Linked DNA regions of Mus musculus: region 1 is linked to region 2. A link is a contact called in public Hi-C data. All regions are on one chromosome and are shown on one strand. The core of a region is the stretch at or near the end of the contact, and the rest is flanking DNA. Distances in the headings are between cores, read along the strand shown.

Region 1 (5,068 bases), core at 522-3,021, 140 kb after region 2:
GGACACAAAGAGGACAAGAGGAGACCTGCGGACTCTGCAGCTGGGTCTCTGTGATATGGAGAGCTAGACTCAAGAAGCCTTCCACTTCAAACTAGTGTCCTGTATCACATCGCATAACAACTTTTTGAATTAACATCAGAAGGAAGCAGCCAAATGTCTATAGACCAGGGCTTGAGGTATAGCTCAATAATAAAGCACTTGCCTAGGGTGCAGAAGACCCATGTAGATGATGGGATATTTATTTGGTCATAAAAGAGAAAGAAGGGGTTGGAGAGATGGCTCAGCAGTTAAGAGCACTGACTGCTCTTCCGAAGGTTCTGAGTTCAAATCCCAGCAACCACATAGTGGCTCACAACCATCCGTAAAGATATCTGATGCCCTTTTCTGGTGTGTCTGAAGACAGCTACAGTGTACTTATATATAATAAATAAATAAATCTTTATAAAGAGATGAGGTGGGGGGCTGGCTCTGTGGCTTAGCAGGTAAAGGTGCTTGCAATGCCTGAAGATCTGAATTCTATTCCTGGAACCTGCGCTGTAGATAGAACCAGCTCCGACAAGTTGTCCTCTGACCTCCACCCATGCACCTTGGCATATGCACACACATACAAATAAATATTGTTTAAAATAAAGAAAGAAATACTGAAATATCCTATACCATAAATATATCTCCAAATCCGTGATGCTGAGGAGAAGAGGTCTGACACAAAAGCCCAGGTATGATCGCATCTATAGGAATTGTCCAGAATCAGCAAGTACAGAGGACTGGAAAGCCACCTGATGTTTGTCAGGGTTTGGATGGATGGACTGTCTGCTGACGGGGGCAGGGGTTCCTCTTGGAGATAGCAGGATTCTGGAGTTAGATACCGAGAAGAGTCATGGCATGGTGCTGGCTCCGTGTGCTACTGGAAAGTGCACTGTAAGGATTACTAAGGGGTTAGAGAGACAGCTCGGCCCCTAAGCACATTTGTTGCTCTTGCAGAAGACTGGAGTTTGGTTCCCAACATCCTGTTGATTGGCTTGCAAGCCACCCATAACTTTATTCCCAGGTGGATCTGATGCCCCCTTCTGGCCTCCCAGGGCATTGCACCCATTTGCACATACACACATCCATATGGATAATTAAAAAGAATTTTTAACATTTATTACTGTCACAGGTGTTTACAGCTCAATTAAAAAAAAAACATCGGGGGCTGGTGAGATGGCTCAGTGGGTAAGAGCACCCGACTGCTCTTCCGAAGGTCCAGAGTTCAAATCCCAGCAACCACATGGTGGCTCACAACCATCCACAACAAGATCTGACTCCTTCTTCTGGAGTGTCTGAAGACAGCTACAGTGTACTTACATATATTAATAAAATAAATCTTAAAAAAAAAAAAACACCACCAACAACAAATTGTGCATCAAGCATGTTGGCTTATACCTGCCACTTCCACTGAGTCAGAATGGCCTTGAACTCAGGACTGCCTGGCCGCCATCCTGACGCCCTTCAGAATGTTGAGATTATTAGCGTGTTCCCCAACCCTAAATACAAAGCAGTGCAGCCCATTGAAGGGCAGTAATTTGGGGGATTTTGTCTTGTATTTTGGTGGTGTTGTCTGAGACCGAGTCTTACAGAATAGTCCTGGGTGACCTGGACATCACTATGCAGACTAGGCTGGCCTTGAATCTGCTGTGGTCCTCCTGCCTCCGTCTCCTGGGTACTGAGATTACAAGTGTGCACCACTCTATCCTCACAAACAAGACAGGGCAAATGCTCTTCTCTGCACTGTGGTGACACCTACGGGAAGCCAGGCAGTCCTTGCTGCCTCTGAATTGGTGGGTCTTTAGACTGTCTACTGCCACCTGCTGGGGAACTATAATAAAGATTAAAATCTGCCATATAAAAGGACTTTGCAATGCACAGCCCGCCTGGATGTTCATGGTAGGGTAGGTGGCTTTGGGTTACGTCTCAGAAAACTCTAGCAGTATTTGGACACCATCCCAAAACAAATGCTGGCTTTCTTCCCTGACCCTACTCTAATTCTACTTGAGAGGACGTTAGCCTCTATAGCCTTGCTGTGGTCCATCTGTAAACTATACTACAGTGCTGGTAGTTAGAACCACAGACTCTGAAGGCTCTGGGTGCTTGTCAAGGTTCCCAGATCACTCCTGTACGTGTCAGTTTCCAGGCAGATGCCGCTCTTGAGGCTGGCGGCACACTGAAGTCTCCTATGGGGCTGTGAACCCACTAAAGACTGGGCTCCCTCAGAGAGTGAGGCAGCTGCTCTGGGATGGGGCCTGGTAACACAAGGTCAGATGATTCTACTGTACAGCCAGGTTTCAGAGCACTGCTTTAAAAGCCTGGCTGCTAGGGTGCAGAGCGTAGGGCCGTCAGCACTGGTACCTCTGTGATGCAGCATCTTGGGCTCCCCTATACGCCAGCCATAATCTGTTTGAATGAGGCCCTTGGGTGACCTCTGCTTACCCTCCTCGGAGAAACCTCAACTGGGAGGTGCTACAGCCTTTGTGGGGTCGGCTATGACATCAGCAGGGTGTCCTATTTGGAAGTCAAGAATTTGGGACCTGGATGGCAGAGCGTTGAACCTGGGTTTGGGTGAAAGCACTGGTCACGTGGCTGCCCAAGAGGACCCAGGAGCTGCATGCCCACATGGTGCCCCTGAGACCTGTTAACAGAGACATGCTTTCTGTACAAGGGCCCACGTGGTGTATCAAGATGGTGAGACTAGAATGGAAGGGACACCTCCCAGTGACAGACCCCACTGGGCTGTGTGGGTTGTTTGTTGTTTGTTTTGAGGCAGGGTCTCTCTACCCAGCACTGGCTGTCCTGGAACTCACTATGTAGACCAGGCTGGCCTCAAACTCACAGAAATCAACCTGCTTCTGACTCCCAGGTGTTGGGATTAAAAGCGTGCCCCGCCATGCCCCACCCATCCTTGGCTTTTTTTTTTTTTTTTAATGCTCTCCATGTAAGAGTAAAAAGACTGGCCCAGCTCCACATGGCTTGCCTGCCTCCCCTCATTTGTGTGGAGGAGAAGGGCTGAGAATCCAGAAGGAAATCAGGATGCCCCAGGGCACAGGATGCCTTCCACGTGGTTGGGCACAGCCTTCTATACACACTCTGGCTGCTGGGGAGCTGCTAGGTGGGGTGTGAGGTCATTGACAGGGAGCTGAGGATTGCACTAAGCCCAAAGCTAGATAGGGTGGGCTACATAGGAAGACTCTCAGAAGCACTGTTTCCAGTGCGTACATTTTGGGAAGCAAAAGGGAAACAGGTGGAACTGACCTGGAATCCTTTTAAAGACAATGGTCTCTTATGTAGCCCGGGGTAGCCTTGAATTCAAGATGCCCCTGCCTCAGCATTCCACTATGCTGAGGAGTACCTCTGTCTTGGTTACGGTTTTATTACAGTGAAGAAACAACCGTAACCAAGGCAACTCTTTAAAAAAAAAAAAAGATTTATTTATTTTTATTTTATGTGCATTTGGTGTTTTGCCTGCATTCATCTGTGAAGCAGGAAATGCAGACAGTTGTGGGTGCCGCGAATGGAACCTGGGTCCTCTGGAAGAGCAGCAAGTGCCCCTAACCACTGAGCCATCTCTCCGGCCCCTCAAGGCAACTCTTTTTTTTTTTTTTAAGATTTATTTATTTATATGTGAGTACACTGTAGCTGTCTTCAGACACACCAGAAGAGGGCATCAGATCTCATTATGGATGGCTGTGAGCCACCATGTGGTTTCTGGGATTTGAACTCAGGACTTTCAAAAGAACAGTCAGTGCTCTTAACCGCTGAGCCACCTCTCCAGCCCTCAAGGCTACTCTTATGAAGGAAAGCAGTTAACTGGGACTGGCACATCACTGTGGCGGGAAGCATGGCAGCGTGCAGGCAGACATAGTGCTGGAGAAGCAGAGAGTTCTACATCTTGACTTGAAGGCAGCCAGGAGGAGACTGGGATTCCATACTGGGTGCACACGAGACGTCAAAGCCGGCCCTCATGGTGACGCACTTCCTCCAATGAGGCCACACCTTGTAATAGTGGCACGTCCTGTGAGCCAAGCCTCTAAGAGCATGAATCTATGGGGATCCAAACCTATCAAAGCACCGCACCACCAGGCCTGGCTGGAATCGATTGTAATCAAGTGATTATTTATCCACAAGCATTCTCCTTTCAACATGCAACCGATGTAAAAATAGCAATGAAGCAGTGGGCATGCTCTTACTTCCCATAAGAGGCTTCGAGACACCGTGGTGTAGGATTAGAGTGCACCTAAGTTTGGCTATCTACATTTTAAGGGCTCAGCAGATGTGGTACGGCCAGTTCTAGGACTTCTATAAAACAGGAGTCCAGAAAATGACTCTGAGAAGCAGAGACACTCAATGGCTGGAGTTTAGTCCCCCACTCCCCCCAGTCTTCCCCTTTAACAGGGTCTCCTGTAGCCCAGGATAGCCTATGACTCTCCATATAGCCAAGGATGGACTTGAATTTCTCGTCCCATGTGGCACCTCCCAAGTGCTGGGGTTGCAGCCGTCCACCACCACAACTGGCGTTATTGGTGGTGATTCCAAGGCGTTGCGTATGCTAGGCGCAGCTGGTTGAATGCAAAGAATGCGGCAGTCATGAATATGACAGCCTACTGCATGTCCAATAGGAGGGAGAAACAGATCTGACCCACACATTTGCATGGTATAACTGAATGGATACTGGGTTAGTGGGGCGTGCTGGCTTGCTGGGCGATGGAACGGAGTCAGTGACTCAGGTGTGTGAGCCATCTCTAACAGACAGGATTGGAGGGTGGGGCTGGGGTTTGGGGAAAATGCAGGGACTTAATTATTTGAGCATACTGGGCAAGCTGTCTAGTGCTGAGCCACACCCCGACCCTAAACTGCAGTGTTTTGTTGTTGTTTTTGTTTTAGCTTGCATTTCGAACAATCAGGTGTGTCCCTGGGGCAGTCAAGTCAGAGATTCCTCAGAATTCTGGTGGTCCTCTGTGGCCACTGCGGGTTGCAGCCTCCCTTTGTTGGCACAGGCTCACATTCTCTCAGTTTGATGAGTCCATGCATGTGGCTT
Region 2 (5,644 bases), core at 993-3,492:
TCCACACACATGATGTGACATGAGTATGACTCATGCATGTGAGTGTGCGTGTGTGTGCGCGCACACACACACACACACACACACACACACACGCAACAGTGTAAAAAAAGAAGAGCTTCCCATGGCTCAACACAGCACACCTACTACGGGCATGCCTCCGTGAAGTGCGGGGAGATGTTCATGCCTTCTTCAGCCCTCAGAGCGGTGAGGTAAGGACAGGAAGGTCTGCCCACATCCACTCTTTCCAGAACGGACGTGACTGAAGCTGCCATTAAGCTGGCCTTGTGGCTTGGGCTGCAGCAGTGGGGTGATACAGCTGCAGTTTTGTAGAGCTGTGCTCAGGTGCTGTGTGTGTGTGTGTGTGTGTGTGTGTGTGTGTGTGTGTGTGTGTGAGAGAGGGGGGGGGGAGAGAGTGGATGAGTGTGTGTGAGTATGATAGAGAGCGTGTAAGAGAGAGTGTGTTTATATGTGAGTGTGAGATTGTGTGAGTGTGAGAGTGTGAGAATGTGAGAGAAAGATTGTGTGAGAGAGTATGTGTGTGTGTAAGCTCATATATGTCTGAGTGTGTGTGTGTATGTGTGTGTGTGAGGGAGAATGTGTGTGAGTGTGTGTGTGTGTGAGAGAGAAAGTGAGTGCGTGCGTGCACGTGTGTATGTGAGAGAGAATGTGTGTGTGCATGTGTGTATGAGAGAGTGTGTGTGTGCCCGTGTATCTGTCTGTGTGTGTGCACATGCACGCTCACCCATTGCTTGTTGCAGTTGCCAGTTTTTTAGGAATCCTGTTGGCCAAATGGCCTCATCCAGACTGGACTCTGTTACCTGCCGAGTGCCTGGAGCTTTTCTGCCAAGTGTGTACACCACAGTTGCTTCCTGTCTGCCGTGTGTCCTCTGACAGATTCATGTCTCCCGAGTCTCCACGTTCGCACCTGTAGTGGTTTCCACTGCAGGAGAGACGAACACGAAGCCTGACCCAGCAGTCATCTCGGTGGAGCGGCCATGGATGTTTAATTGAAATCAGACGTATTAAGAAATTGGCACTGGCTGTTTTAAGTAAGCCTGGCTCGCTCCTCTGTAGACTTTGTATGGAGTGTAACTAAGCTAACTAGAATTTTTCAGGGCCTGCCTGGAGAAAAAAAGCTTCCCAGCCTTTGATGCTATGTGACCTCGGTCAAACCATTTAGGCTCTTTGAAAGCTACCTTTGAAATGTTAGAGAGTGGGAAATCAGTTACCTGAGGCGGGCCAGGAGGATGAAGTCAGGCGCTCCTTTTGGAAGGGCCTAACTCACCAGTGTCTGGTCTTTTAGAATGGCTGAAGCTAATGTGCACCTTTAAGCGAGATGACCCCCTCCCACCATCTCCTGCTGGCATCATATCCATGGTCAGAAGAAGCACAGTGCCCTGTCTCATCTCCCAGTTTCCTAACTGATGCTTTTGCTGGGGAACAGGGAACTATTTGATTCAGGGGCTAAGTCCTTAACAAGCAGGAAGTAAGCTTTTAAAACTCTAAACTGCATCACTTGGAAGGCTCTTTACTGTCACTTCCTGGCCCCGTGACGGGGGGACCGCAGGACACTCAGCATTAAGGCCTTGCAGCAGCCTTCCTGAGTGGCCTCTGCATCATTGCTCTCGAAGCGGCTGGTACTGCATGGTTGCCATGGTAGCAGCAGGATGTGGTTTCTATGGTGATGGTCCGCAGTGGCAGGAAGACAGCAGAGGTTTCAGTTATCTGGTGGCTTCTCATCTCCCCCCCCCCCCCCCCAACCCCATCCCTCTAACCACCTCCCAGCAACAAACTGGAGCTGTCTCCACTGTTGCTGTGTATAGGGGGTGAGCGCAGAAGCCAGGAATTTTACTGCCTGTTCTTGGAAGGACAGGCCCCACGGGATGGTTTCTGCTTCCATAGTGAAGGGGGACTGTCTACATGAACATTTCACCCGGATGAGGACAGGTCCCTCATGTTGTAGCCTAGCAGGCCGAGTCTGTGTGAACCCGCTCCAAATGTCCCTTTCTGAAGGGAGGGCTTTCCTGACTTCTATATTGTTAACTTGCAAGTGGGCGTGAGGTAACTTAGCAGAAGTAAATGGCTTCTAAACCCTTCACGGTTGCACTGTGATTTCAAAATGGCTGCAGCTAGGGGTGGGTGGGTCTTCCTGGGATCGGGTTTTCTTCCTCAGGAACTTACTGAGGTCAAGACAAACAGCAGAGTGTAGCCAATTTACTTGTTCCTTAATGGCTTAATCAATAGACAGATGGGCCTCTCTGTGGAAGGGTGGGGGGTCTGGCACAGAGCAGGGCAAGGACCAGGGAGATAAAGCTGCCTTTTATCTACGAGGGAGGAGGGGACGCTGCAAGTTGTGGGGTTCAGTGGGTTCCAGGGTTAATTTGTAGTGGAGCGGGGTGGATTTAGTGCCAGCTGGTCTGATGTGCCTTGAGTCTCAGCCTCCAGCTGGAATCTTATCAGTCCCGTGTGGCAACAGGACTTCTGCCGGCTCATCAGCATCTCTGATTGGTGATTGGTGATGTCACTGGACTCCTGGAGTGTGGTTGATGGGTTGGACCCTGTCCTCAGCACCTCATCTAGATAACTCTGAAAGCAGAGCCCTCTGGATGCTGTGAGCTTGTCCCTCCCTTGAAGGGGATTGGACCTCAAGTGCCCATCGTGGATGGGGCAGGTCCGGGTAGGGCATGTAGAAGTTGCTCTGTCCTGTGAGGTTTTTCCTTGGTCCAGGGGAAGTAGAAGCTAGGGATTCTGTTCCAGCAGGCCCCGGGGTACCCCGGTTCTCAGCAGGAGGGGCAGACTTAGACTTCCTCACCTTCATGAAGTCTGGAAGTTAAAAATACACAGAACACAGCGGCACCCATTGTTTGTGCTGTTCAGCCACAGTTGTGCTGTTTCTGTGTTTACTAAAGAACCTGAGCACTGGTGATATCCTGCTGTCTCCGATTTCTTTAAAAATAAATAAAGTATCCAGGAAAAAGTAGGGTTAGTTCAGTGTACGCCTCTGGTTCACTGCCTCTACAGGGTCCCTTGAAAATAAACATTTTCAGCACTCTCTCTCTCTCTCTCTCTCTCTCACACACACACACACACACACACACACACACACACACACACACGGAGGGAGGGAGGGAAGGAGGGAGGGAGGGACTATAACTTTGTTTTTCTATGTTTGAAAGAAGCCATGAGACAGGTTCCTCATGTAGCCCAGGTTGGCCCCGAGCTCACTGTATAGTCTAACTCTCACCATCTGCCTCCTGAGTATTGTTTTATCTAGAAAAGACCTGAGCTCTGTTTTGCAGGTGCACGCCCAGCTTGCCTCTGTGCGAGTGTTGAAGATTGTTAGTTCCTAGGGATCTAGCTTTTTTCAGGATCTAACCCAAGGCCTCGTGCATACCAGTCAGGGACTCTACCACAGAGCTGTACCCTCAGCCACTAGGTCTTTGCCGTCTCCATCCATTGCAGGGACAGCCCTCTATGGACCCACCTGGGTGGGCCTGGCAGCCTTCCTGTCTCCACTTCAGTTGACTTTACATCCAAGGCTTCCCTCCGGTGTCTCCAGCTTCTCTGGGCTCTGGCCAGGAGGTTCCTGAAGCTAACCTGACAAATTTAAGTTCCTACAGCTGCTGGCCCACCTATGTTTGCCTCATGTAGGCTACCACCAAGCCTCTCTCCCTCAGAGGGCACAGTGGCCTCCAGGCTGAGCTACCTGGAAAAGAATTGTGAGGGTGTGCTTCTGGTTTGGGGGCTGCTGTGCCTATGGTCCTGGTTGACCCTTGGCTTCTATGGGGGAGTCCCCAAGGGGAGGCTGAGTGTGGCCGGAACCCAGACTACAGACTCTTGCCTCCCTCTTTGTCCATAGTGAGAACATGTGTTCCTGTGCTATGGTGAGCCTCTCACACCTGCTGTCCTTGAATCATAGGTGTGTCCCGAGTGTGTCTGCATGGACCCAAGGATAGATCTTATGCACAAACATCCTAGTGACTTTGTCCATCTGCTCTTTTTAGCTGTGGCTTCCTTTGTCTCCACATCTGTTAGGATACCAGAATGAGCCATGGTCTGCCACAGGCCAGGCCTGAGGACCTGTGGTTGCCCCCTGGAGAAGCTGCAATGCTTCTTGCCTCCATAGATGTTAGTGTAACACTCGAGTTAGTTGCCCTGTAATACTCGAGTTAGTTGCCCGGCAGACATGTATGGTGGACCTACCCGACTGGTGGCTCTGGGAGAAGCCATGAAGCTAGAAGCCCAGGTTGTGGTTAGCCTGCCATACCTTGGGACAGGCAGACGCTGAGAGATTTACAAGTCTGAGTTCCTTGGCCAGATGGACTCTGCCCACGTCCCAGCCAGTGGTCTTGGGTAAGTTAGCCAAGCTGTATCATCTGTCATCCTAACTGTGATTCAACCAACTTCTCGGGGTTGCCAGGACGGCTTGGGGTCAGTGCGCCAGCACACATTAGCCACAGCCATGACTGCTGCCCTCATTTCACAGATGTGGAAATTGAGGTCAGAGAGAAGTGACTACTTGCTCAAGGTAGCCCAGCCTGAAAATGATGCGGCTGCTCTGAGGAGCCCTGTCGTCGAACTCCGCCCTCAGGTGGCCTCATCTGGCCTGAGGTTCTCCAACGGTCAGATGTCCACAGCCCGGAGACGGCTGTTTGAACTGTTGCTGGCGTGCACAGCCCCTTGGACGTCTTATCCTTGTTGGGCCTTATTCGTATTCATCTACAGGGCCCACCAGCTTCCATCTGAAACTGCTCCACCAAGACAGTGTGTTTGAAAATTAAAGCTACTTAGTTTTAGGGGTGGCCTGAGTTTCACTCAGAACTAAGAGGTTAGAGGACAGCTTCTAGGTGTCTATATTCTTCCACCATGTAGGTCCTGGAGATGAATTCAGGTTGTTAGGCTTGGCAGCAGCACTCTTCCTCCTTCTCCTCCTCCCCATCCTCCTCCTCTCCCTCATCTTCTTCCTCTTCCTCTTCTTCCTTCTCCTCCTCTTCCTCTTCTCCTTTTCCTCTTTCTCCTTCTCCTCTTTTCTGTTTTCTCCTCCTCTTCTTCCTCATCCTTCTGTTTTTTTGGTTTTGGTTTGGCTTTGGTTTCAGTTTTTCATGACAGGATTTCTGCCCAAATTCAGAGATCTGCTTGCCTCTTCCTCCTGAGTTCAGGGGGTGAACTCTTATGCCAACACTGCCCACCTGGACGGCAGCAAGCACTTCTACCCCACCTCACCCCCAGTCAGGTCTTTGTTCCACTAAACACCAGCTCCCCATCTGCCATTCCCAGCCAAGGCCCTCCATGCCTCTACTTTTGGCTTTTAAATGTGAGTGCCTTAAAGCAAGATTTGGCCTCTTGTAAAGAGCTTGTTTCTGTCAGCAAAATGGCCTCAAGGTTTGTCTGTGTTGTACCATGTATGCTGGTTTTCTTCCTTTTGTTTATGTTTGGAAACAGGGTCTCACAGAATCCTGAAGCTTGGTCTTGAACTCTTGATATTCTTGCTTCAAGTGCCACTGTCTTAGGGTTTTACTGCTGTGAACAGACACCATGATCATCGCAACTCTTGGTCATGTTCTTGATCATGTTAAATGTCCAAGGACAACATTTAATTGGCTTACAGGTTCAGTGGTTTAGTCCATTATCATCAAGGTGGGAA

What was found. Hi-C and Micro-C count contacts between places; a contact is called where the count stands out from the background.
Region 1: a contact with region 2 is called in a Hi-C map of regulatory T cells, with 1.9 times the contacts expected there. The contact joins two enhancer-like sites. A contact is called at or near these places in 3 of 484 Hi-C or Micro-C datasets (bone marrow-derived macrophages, cortical neurons and regulatory T cells), 3 of 115 datasets of contacts at active chromatin or transcription factors (embryonic stem cells, pancreatic cancer cells and stem cell-derived neural progenitor cells) and 1 of 9 other capture datasets (embryonic stem cells).

Annotation. Positions count from the first base shown.
Region 1 is chr8:117,463,675-117,468,742 of GRCm38.p6, forward strand. No RefSeq gene overlaps it. Among named protein-coding and RNA genes, the nearest start is that of Mir7078, 6.9 kb to the left of the region's middle. Within about 2 kb of position 1,772, at least 8 of the 459 cell types and tissues checked have an H3K27ac peak or open chromatin away from gene starts, as enhancers often do. A contact at or near this core is called in regulatory T cells, where this site is marked.
Region 2 is chr8:117,320,604-117,326,247 of GRCm38.p6, forward strand. The region is part of intron 1 of Cmip (c-Maf inducing protein); the gene reads left to right. Among named protein-coding and RNA genes, the nearest start is that of Gm51554, 8.3 kb to the left of the region's middle. Within about 2 kb of position 2,243, at least 83 of the 459 cell types and tissues checked have an H3K27ac peak or open chromatin away from gene starts, as enhancers often do. A contact at or near this core is called in regulatory T cells, where this site is marked.